2 separate regions of the Mus musculus genome follow, and region 1 is linked to region 2. Evidence: chromatin contacts called from public HiChIP or PLAC-seq data. All regions are on one chromosome and are shown on one strand. The core of a region is the stretch at or near the end of the contact, and the rest is flanking DNA. Distances in the headings are between cores, read along the strand shown. Region 1 overlaps Utrn (utrophin). Region 2 holds the start of Epm2a (epilepsy, progressive myoclonic epilepsy, type 2 gene alpha).

Evidence for each region. HiChIP or PLAC-seq counts read pairs in DNA pulled down with a chosen protein or histone mark.
Region 1: an H3K27ac HiChIP or PLAC-seq map of embryonic stem cells shows a contact between it and region 2, with 3 times the contacts expected there. The contact joins the enhancer-like site here to the promoter of Epm2a in region 2. A contact is called at or near these places in 4 of 39 promoter capture datasets (cranial neural crest, hippocampal neurons, liver and 1 more) and 1 of 115 datasets of contacts at active chromatin or transcription factors (embryonic stem cells).

The regions. Positions count from the first base shown.
Region 1 is chr10:12,471,837-12,475,551 of GRCm38.p6, reverse strand. Utrn (utrophin) reads left to right here. Exons shown (of 74, transcript NM_011682.4): 57 at 221-281. Among named protein-coding and RNA genes, the nearest start is that of Gm25139, 110 kb to the right of the region's middle. Within about 2 kb of position 1,946, at least 2 of the 459 cell types and tissues checked have an H3K27ac peak or open chromatin away from gene starts, as enhancers often do. A contact at or near this core is called in embryonic stem cells, where this site is marked.
Region 2 is chr10:11,341,044-11,344,740 of GRCm38.p6, reverse strand. Epm2a (epilepsy, progressive myoclonic epilepsy, type 2 gene alpha) reads right to left here and starts at 1,296. Exons shown (of 4, transcript NM_010146.2): 1 at 973-1,296. The coding sequence starts at 1,270.

The sequences.
Region 1 (3,715 bases), core at 697-3,196, 1.1 Mb before region 2:
GGGTCTGACAGAATCGGCTCTGGACGTTGAGTCTTGGTTCTTTTCCTCACTTCACATGAAGCTTTAAAGCTGTGCTGCTTGGCCTCGTGCTTTTCTTAATTGCAGGAATCCAGCTCAGAGCCAGAACGGGTCCCTCAAGAGTTGCTCCGAAATGTGTTCATTTGTTTTACATTAAGGTGTAAGGCTTGCTGCTTCCAATAACTTCCTTTTGTTTCCTCAGCTTCAGTCCAGCTGCCGTGGCAGAGATCCATTTCACATAATAAAGTGCCCTATTACATCAAGTAAGTCCACTTCAGTTCTCTTTTATGTACCAAGAAAATAAAGTTTTACCGAATAATTGAAGAGCGCTCCTGCTCCCCTATGTAACTTGTTTTGTTGTTGGTCATTTTTGTTTGTTTGTTTGTTCTGAGACAGGGTCTCCCTATGTAGTCCTGGCTGGCCTGGAACTTATTATGAAGCTAGGTTGGCCTTGAACGCAGGGAGATCCCCACCCCCACCCCCACCCCCAGCCTTTGCCTTCCAAGTGCTGGGAATAAAGCTGTGTACCGGACCCAGAGGGTCTGCGGCACAAACCCAGCTCCCTGGACGTTTTAATCCAGAATTCAATCCGCTTACCAAGAGGAAGATGTGCATGATAATAATGGGAAGAAATTAATTTTAAGATCAGCGAGTTGTCCTTCCTTAGGTCTTTCTGGCCTTGGGGACAGGTCACTGAGTTGCTATTTTATCATCATCTTCATCTTCCTCTTTCTCCTCATCATAAGGTTTTTTCAGCCTAGTTTCTCTCTCCTGTTACTTCTTATGTGACATATTCTGACCCTTATCTAGTTTGCACACCATCTCAGGATGCTGGTCCTTTACTTACTGTATACTTTGTCCCAGAAAAGAATGATGAAGCACTCCTCTGTTATCTCTGGAAGGGGAGGTTAGTGAAGCAGTTGCTTTACAACGCAATCCAGCACTAAGCATTGTCATCGACCCTATTATGTATTAGGAGAACTAGATTGTAATTCTGAGAGTGCACACTGAGTATCAAAAGACAGCTGTGGCTCACATTAGCTGTGTGGCCTTGGGTGAGTTGAATAAAAAAAAGTCTCTGTGCCAAGATCTCTTTGTATGGTGTCTGAAACTAACTGTGGTCTCTTGAAAATCAAAGTGTGTTCTCTTAAAAATCCTATTTCAATATTAATTGACTTTCGGATCTTTGTTTGGAAAAAGCTTGTGAAACCAATATTTGTTGAATAGGACATTTTAATATGCCCTTCCTTCTATCCTGAAATCCATTCTTATTTTTAAAACAAACTGGTCATCATCTATAAAAATATAAGCAGTATGTGTTACATTGTCTTGTGAGAATTGAACTCTTTTGTTCATAGACAGCATTTGGTATATTGAGTTGTGATGGATTCTAGAATGAGGCATCAAGGCAATTGATGAGTGTGTCATTTCTACAGACAGGAATGGAAAGGACTCCAAGACTGGGTGAGATGATTTGTCTTGGTTGAAAGCAGTTGTGGCCATCTAATTAAAATTTTAAAATTTCTTAGCTGTTTTACATTTTAATTTCAATTAATAATAACTTTAGCAATGGTATTGAAGAGCTTTAGTCTGCTTGGGTAAATATTTACCTGAATCAAATAATAAGGCTTTAGTTATAAATCTGAGACAGAATAAGCCCTCCCCTTAAAGAAGTCCAATCCTAACCCCTGGGACTTTGACTCAGTTCTCTTTATACATAACAGTGTTGACAACAACATTTAGCAACAGTCTCCAGGTTGTAGGCTACCATAGGCAGATTATCCTGATGTCAGTGAAATCATGTGAGCCTTTTAAAAGGAAGAAAGCAGCTGAGGAGAAGCCAGACTGGAAGAGGGAAATACAGATGCAACTTTGAAAATGGAGGAAGTGGAATGTCCTTCTGGGAATAGAGACAATTGGAAGAAGCTGGGAAAGAAGGGGTGTGGTCCTTATAGACCTCCCAGAAGCATCCATGCCGTGCTCAATGCTAGCCTTTGGAAGCTTTTTGTGTGGTAGCATTAAAAAATGAGTATACATACAGTCCCAAGTTTAGAAATCCATAAAGATTGATTAAAATGAATTCATGGATAGTTTGACCTAGACTCCTCTATAATCAGATATTTTAAAATGTAAACGCGATCTAGTAAAACAGAATTTGTTTTCACTAGATAGAGAAAATTGGAAATGGCTTACTCTTTTCCTTTGTTTTGTTTTTGTGGGGGTCGGGAAGACATCTACAGTTCATTTCACACACACACACACACACACACACACACACACACACACACACACACACTTCCATTAGCTGAAGAATTTCCATTTGTATACATCAGTAATAGATGACGAAGAATTAAGCAGTTGGACCTTGTCTAACCCCTGGAGTTTATGTTGCGGCACAGTGGAAGAGTGTTCTTGCTCAGTCAGTCAATTCTCATGGAGAGAAAACACGTGGGAGCAAAGTTGGCCTATCCGACATCTTATTGCTTGCTCATAACCAACACTGGAAAAATAATATATAAAACAGCACTGGCAATTCTTTAATTCTTTAATGTTTAAAGGTTAAGCTTCCTATAATGTTTTCTATATCTTAGTAAATATCAGATTTTCTTTTCTCTTTTTAGTAATTATTACTTGGCAGTTTCATACATACATTCTGGTAACTGCTCATCTCCTCACTCTCTCCTGTCCTTTTCCCACCTCCATTAATCCCCCCTCCTACCAAGAGCTCCTCTTCTTGCTTTCTTGTCTTTTGCTTTGTTTTGTTTGTACTTTGTGCCTCAGATCCTCCATGGCTACCCACCTGGAAATGGGTCATTTTCTTAAATACATACAGATTTAGCGTTAAATGTCTTTTATGGTATTCACAATTTAGAGCAAAGTCTCCGGGTTCTATAAAATTCACTAATCTGGCAGTTTTTCATTGTTTACTCTGTTATGCAACTTTCCAGTTTATTTCCCCATAGAAAAAGGAACATTAAACTTGGGAGGTAGAGTTTAGAGTGCCAGTTTTCACTTAGAATTGTTACGAAAACAAGAGTCAATCCTTGGGTAAATTCATAAGCAAGTAAATGATGAATGAAAGAACTTTTAATGTGTATTTCCTCTTGCATGTCTGTACATATAAGTAGAAAAAAATGTTTAAAACCTACTTAGCATTATTGTCACGCTATTAGAATTTCCTGGGGCAAAGTGAGTGAATTAATTTAGCTGTCAGAAAATAGTATTCAAGTAGAAATTTTAAGCTTGCATTTTCGTACATGTAATGCTGGAGTGCAGCAAGAGACTTAAGGAGAGGTGAAACTTATTTTGGGGTTATATCTTAATTGTATAGGTGAATTAAAAATATAGGATACAGATCGAGATGGCCCTTCATTAGCGTTTTGAAGTTCATGGTAGTGAGAGGCATGTCTTTGAAGAGCATCAGGATGTAGATGTGAACTGTGAGAACATGTCTATCTGGCATGACTCTGTTACTGCCTGTGATAGTTGGGTGCCTGGTGCACTAACAAATGCCAGAGAGGAATAAATAAGGTCATAAAGAAAAACAGGTTTAATCAAAATGCTGAGTTGTGGAGCCTGGTCCTAATGGCTACATCTACAAACACTCCCTCACCTAAGACTCAGGGAATATTGCAGAAGAGGTGGTGGAAAGATTGTAAGAGCCAGAGGGGATCAGGGAGTTTACTCTGAGACTGTG
Region 2 (3,697 bases), core at 47-2,546:
AAGGCTGTCTCGATCCACCCAGCGTGGTCGGTGGACACGCTGCTACGGATTTTTCAACACATTCCTTACTGAAACGTAAAGTGGCGACATTTTGGCTTGTCCAAATCCATTGTACAGAAACATTTCCAAATGCTAGAAAGAAAACCGCACTTGGATTCCAATCCAAGAATCTCGAAAACCAAAAGGAACCTTAATGCACAGTAACAGCTGCACAGTATTTTTTTTTTTCACTTAAAAAGTAAAACACACCTGTATGCAAATAAGTCTGAGCTATATTAATATTGTTAAAGAAAAAATAAATACTCAAAATTATATATTGTACAATATTTGTTCAAACAGTTACACACACACGCGCGCATGCAGGCAATATGTTTAGGTTTTGTATGGTGGAAATGCTGCTTTCAATCATATATTCTTATTATAATATTTTTGTGGAACAAGTTCTCACTTTGTAGCCTTGGCTGGCTGGGAACTCCCAGCAATCCTCCTGCCTCAACCTCCCAAGTACTGAGATTACAGATTTGTGCTATCACAAGTGGCTATTTACTTTTATTATTTCTTTACAACCGATATTACTCTTTACATATTTTAAGAAATCAAGTCATGTCTCAATTGTCTTCTATCGCGGTGACCTGACTTTGGGGGAGGAGCTTGCTATTTCCCACGATTCGGTCTCAAAAATCTAAGGGAAAATTCCCTCCAGCAAGCGGCCCCTTGTAGTGTGGGGTGGGCCACTTCGGAGTGGATTAGAGAGAGGCCTAAGGCAGGAGACCCTCGGAACTGGGTCTTGATCCGGACCAGGGCATCGCTGTGCAACCGGGTAGGGTCAAGATGGTGGGCGAGCGGTGGCCAACAGTTAAGTGCACGGGGAGCTGCGGGGGCGCGCGAGCTGCGGGCTGCGCGCCCCCGAGGCCGCGGCCGGGGTGCACGGGGAGCTGCGGGGTGCGGGCCTCGGGCCGGGGAGCGCAGTACCTTCCCAGTGCAGCTCGCCTCCAGGCTCGCGCTGCAGGAACTTGTACCAGAACGTGTCAACGCGGCCCGGCTCCGCCCCGCCGGCCTCCTCGTACGCCTCCAGCTCCACCTCGGCGAGCCACAGGCCGGGCTCCTGCAGCGCCAGCGCAGCGGCGCCCGCCGCGGTACCCGCGGGCCTGAGACGCACGGCGCCGTGCGGCTCCCAGCGCCCTAACTCGGGCCGCGAGCCGGCGAGCAGCAGCTCCTGCCGAGCGCCGGCCACCGCGGGCGGCACCACCACGCCGAAGCGGAAGAGCATGGCGGTGGCCCGAGTCCTGGGAGCCTGGCGAGCGGCAGCGGCGGCGGCGCGAGCTCCGGGGCGGCGCGAGACGTGCAGCGCCGCGCGTTTGTGGCCCGGTCACGCGGCCGTGGGATCAGGGTTCCCAGGCGCCGTGGAGCTGCAGCCGCAGGAAGCGGGCATTCGGGGCTCGCGAGAGGCTGAGACCCACACTGGACCTAGGAGGGAGGAAAACGACACCCCGACATTGTCCTGTCGTCTTCCCAGAGATCTGAAATCACTTTTACTAAGTCAACAAAGGAAGAAAGAGTTGTCTAGCCTGAACCTCCAGCCTCAGTGAAGTTGCCGATCCAAGATTTACCTGTAACCCTCATTCAAGCACCCCAACATTTAGTCCTTATGGGCCTCTGATTATAACGTGGGAATAATACATATGAATAATGTTCTTTAGAGACCCTCCACTCAATACACAAAAACCCAGCGTTCATCAAACACACAAAATACTTTCCCTTGCCTAAAGGGACTAAAGAGAAAAACAAAATTTCAGCCTCCTCTTTTTAGCGTGTATAAGTTGATCTCAAGATCAAAAAAAAGAGAAAACCTTGTTTGTGAGATGACAAAGTTTAGAAACAAGGTCTCACTGTGGAAATCAGACTGGCCACAAACTCTTGAGATTCTCCTGCCTCTGCTCCTTGGATTACAAACCTGCATCACCAGTGCCCAGCTACTGTGTGTGTGTATGTGTGTGTGTGTGCGTGTGTGTGTGTGTGTGTGTGATAAAAACCTATTTAAATTTTCTTCTTGGGGAAAAAAAACAGAAAAATAAATAAAAGTTGCTTCTTGCAAATATTAGCACTTTAGGTCAAGAAACAACTGTGTCATTATTTGGCCTCTGGGAGCAGAGGAGGCTGCTTCAACTTGTTATTAATATGAATAAAGAAATGTCTGGAGTGGCTGGGGTTCGTTCTGGTCAGTGCGAGCCCCAGGCCACCTTGGGCACGAACTCCGCAGACCTTCCCAAGGTCCCCAGAGAACTCTCCATGATGCAGGTGCCCTAGCACACCCAGGATCTTAGGATCACTGAGGAGAGTCAGCAACCAGAGAGGGCCCTGACCCCATGACTCGAAGGTGAGAAAGCCAACTTGTATCCCTGGTATCTCAGAGACCAGTCTGAGCAGGAAAACAGGAGGGCCTCAAAAGCAACAGAGCTTCTTAGACAGGGCCCCTTCATGCCTCATCCTTAGCCAGGAGGCAGAGCTGAACTCCAGACCTCTGTGCATCTTCCCTGCAAGAGAAAAGCTTGCTTGCAGAGTGCTCTAACCTCAGGAGAAGAGTTGGACTCCCAGGAGTGCTGACAGAGGCTAACAGAATCACAGGAGGAAAAAACTCCAGCAAGACACAGCTAGAACATCTAACACCAGAGATTATCAGATGGCGAAAGACAAACATAAGAATCTTACTAACAGAAACAAGAACACTTGGCATCATCAGAACCCAGTACTCCCACCACAGCAAGTCCTGGATACCCCAACACATGCGAAAACAAGATTCAGATTTAAAATCATATCTCATGATGCTGGTAGAGGATTTTAAGAAGGGCCTTAATAACTCACTTAAAGAAATACAAGAGTACACTGCTAAACAGGTAGAAGTCCTTAAAGAGGAAGCACAAAAATCCCTGAAAAAAATACAGGAAAACACTGCTAAACAGGTCCTTAAACAGGAAACACAAAAATCCCTTAAAGAATTACAGGAAAACACAACCAAACAGTGATGGAACTGAACAAAACTATTCAAGATCTAAAAATAGAAGTAGAAACAATGAAGAAAACCCAAAGGGAGACAACTCTAGAGATAGAAATTCTAGAAAAGAAATCAAGAACCATCAGCAACAGAATACAAGAGATGGAAGAGAGACTCACAGGTGCAGAAGATTCCATAGAAAACATAGACACAACAATCAAAGAAAATGCAAAAAGATCCTAACTCAAAACATCCACGAAATCCAGGACACAAAGAGAAGACCAAACCTAAGGATAAGAGGTATAGATGAGAATGAAGATTTTCAACTTAAAAGGGCCAGTAAATATCTTCAACAAAATTATAGAAGAAAACTTCCCTGACCTAAAGAAATAGATGTCCATGAACAAGAAGCCTACAGAACTCCAAATATGTAGCCTCCCTCAAGCCTGAAGCAGGCTGAGCCAGAACTTGACCTTGCTGCCACTAAGGAGATTATCTAGGGTGGAGCCTTCTTCCCTAGATCACTCTATTGTTGAGCCACTGTCACTGTTCCTCTTCAAGATACTGCTACTTGCTGAGAGGCCCCCCTATCCTGCCCTATCCTGCACATCATCACCTGCAGCTGGTTCCAGGCTCCAAGGATGAATTGGCAGAAATGGACTTTCTCCCCTCCTTTATAAAGCGTGTCCGCCATTAAACATTTGA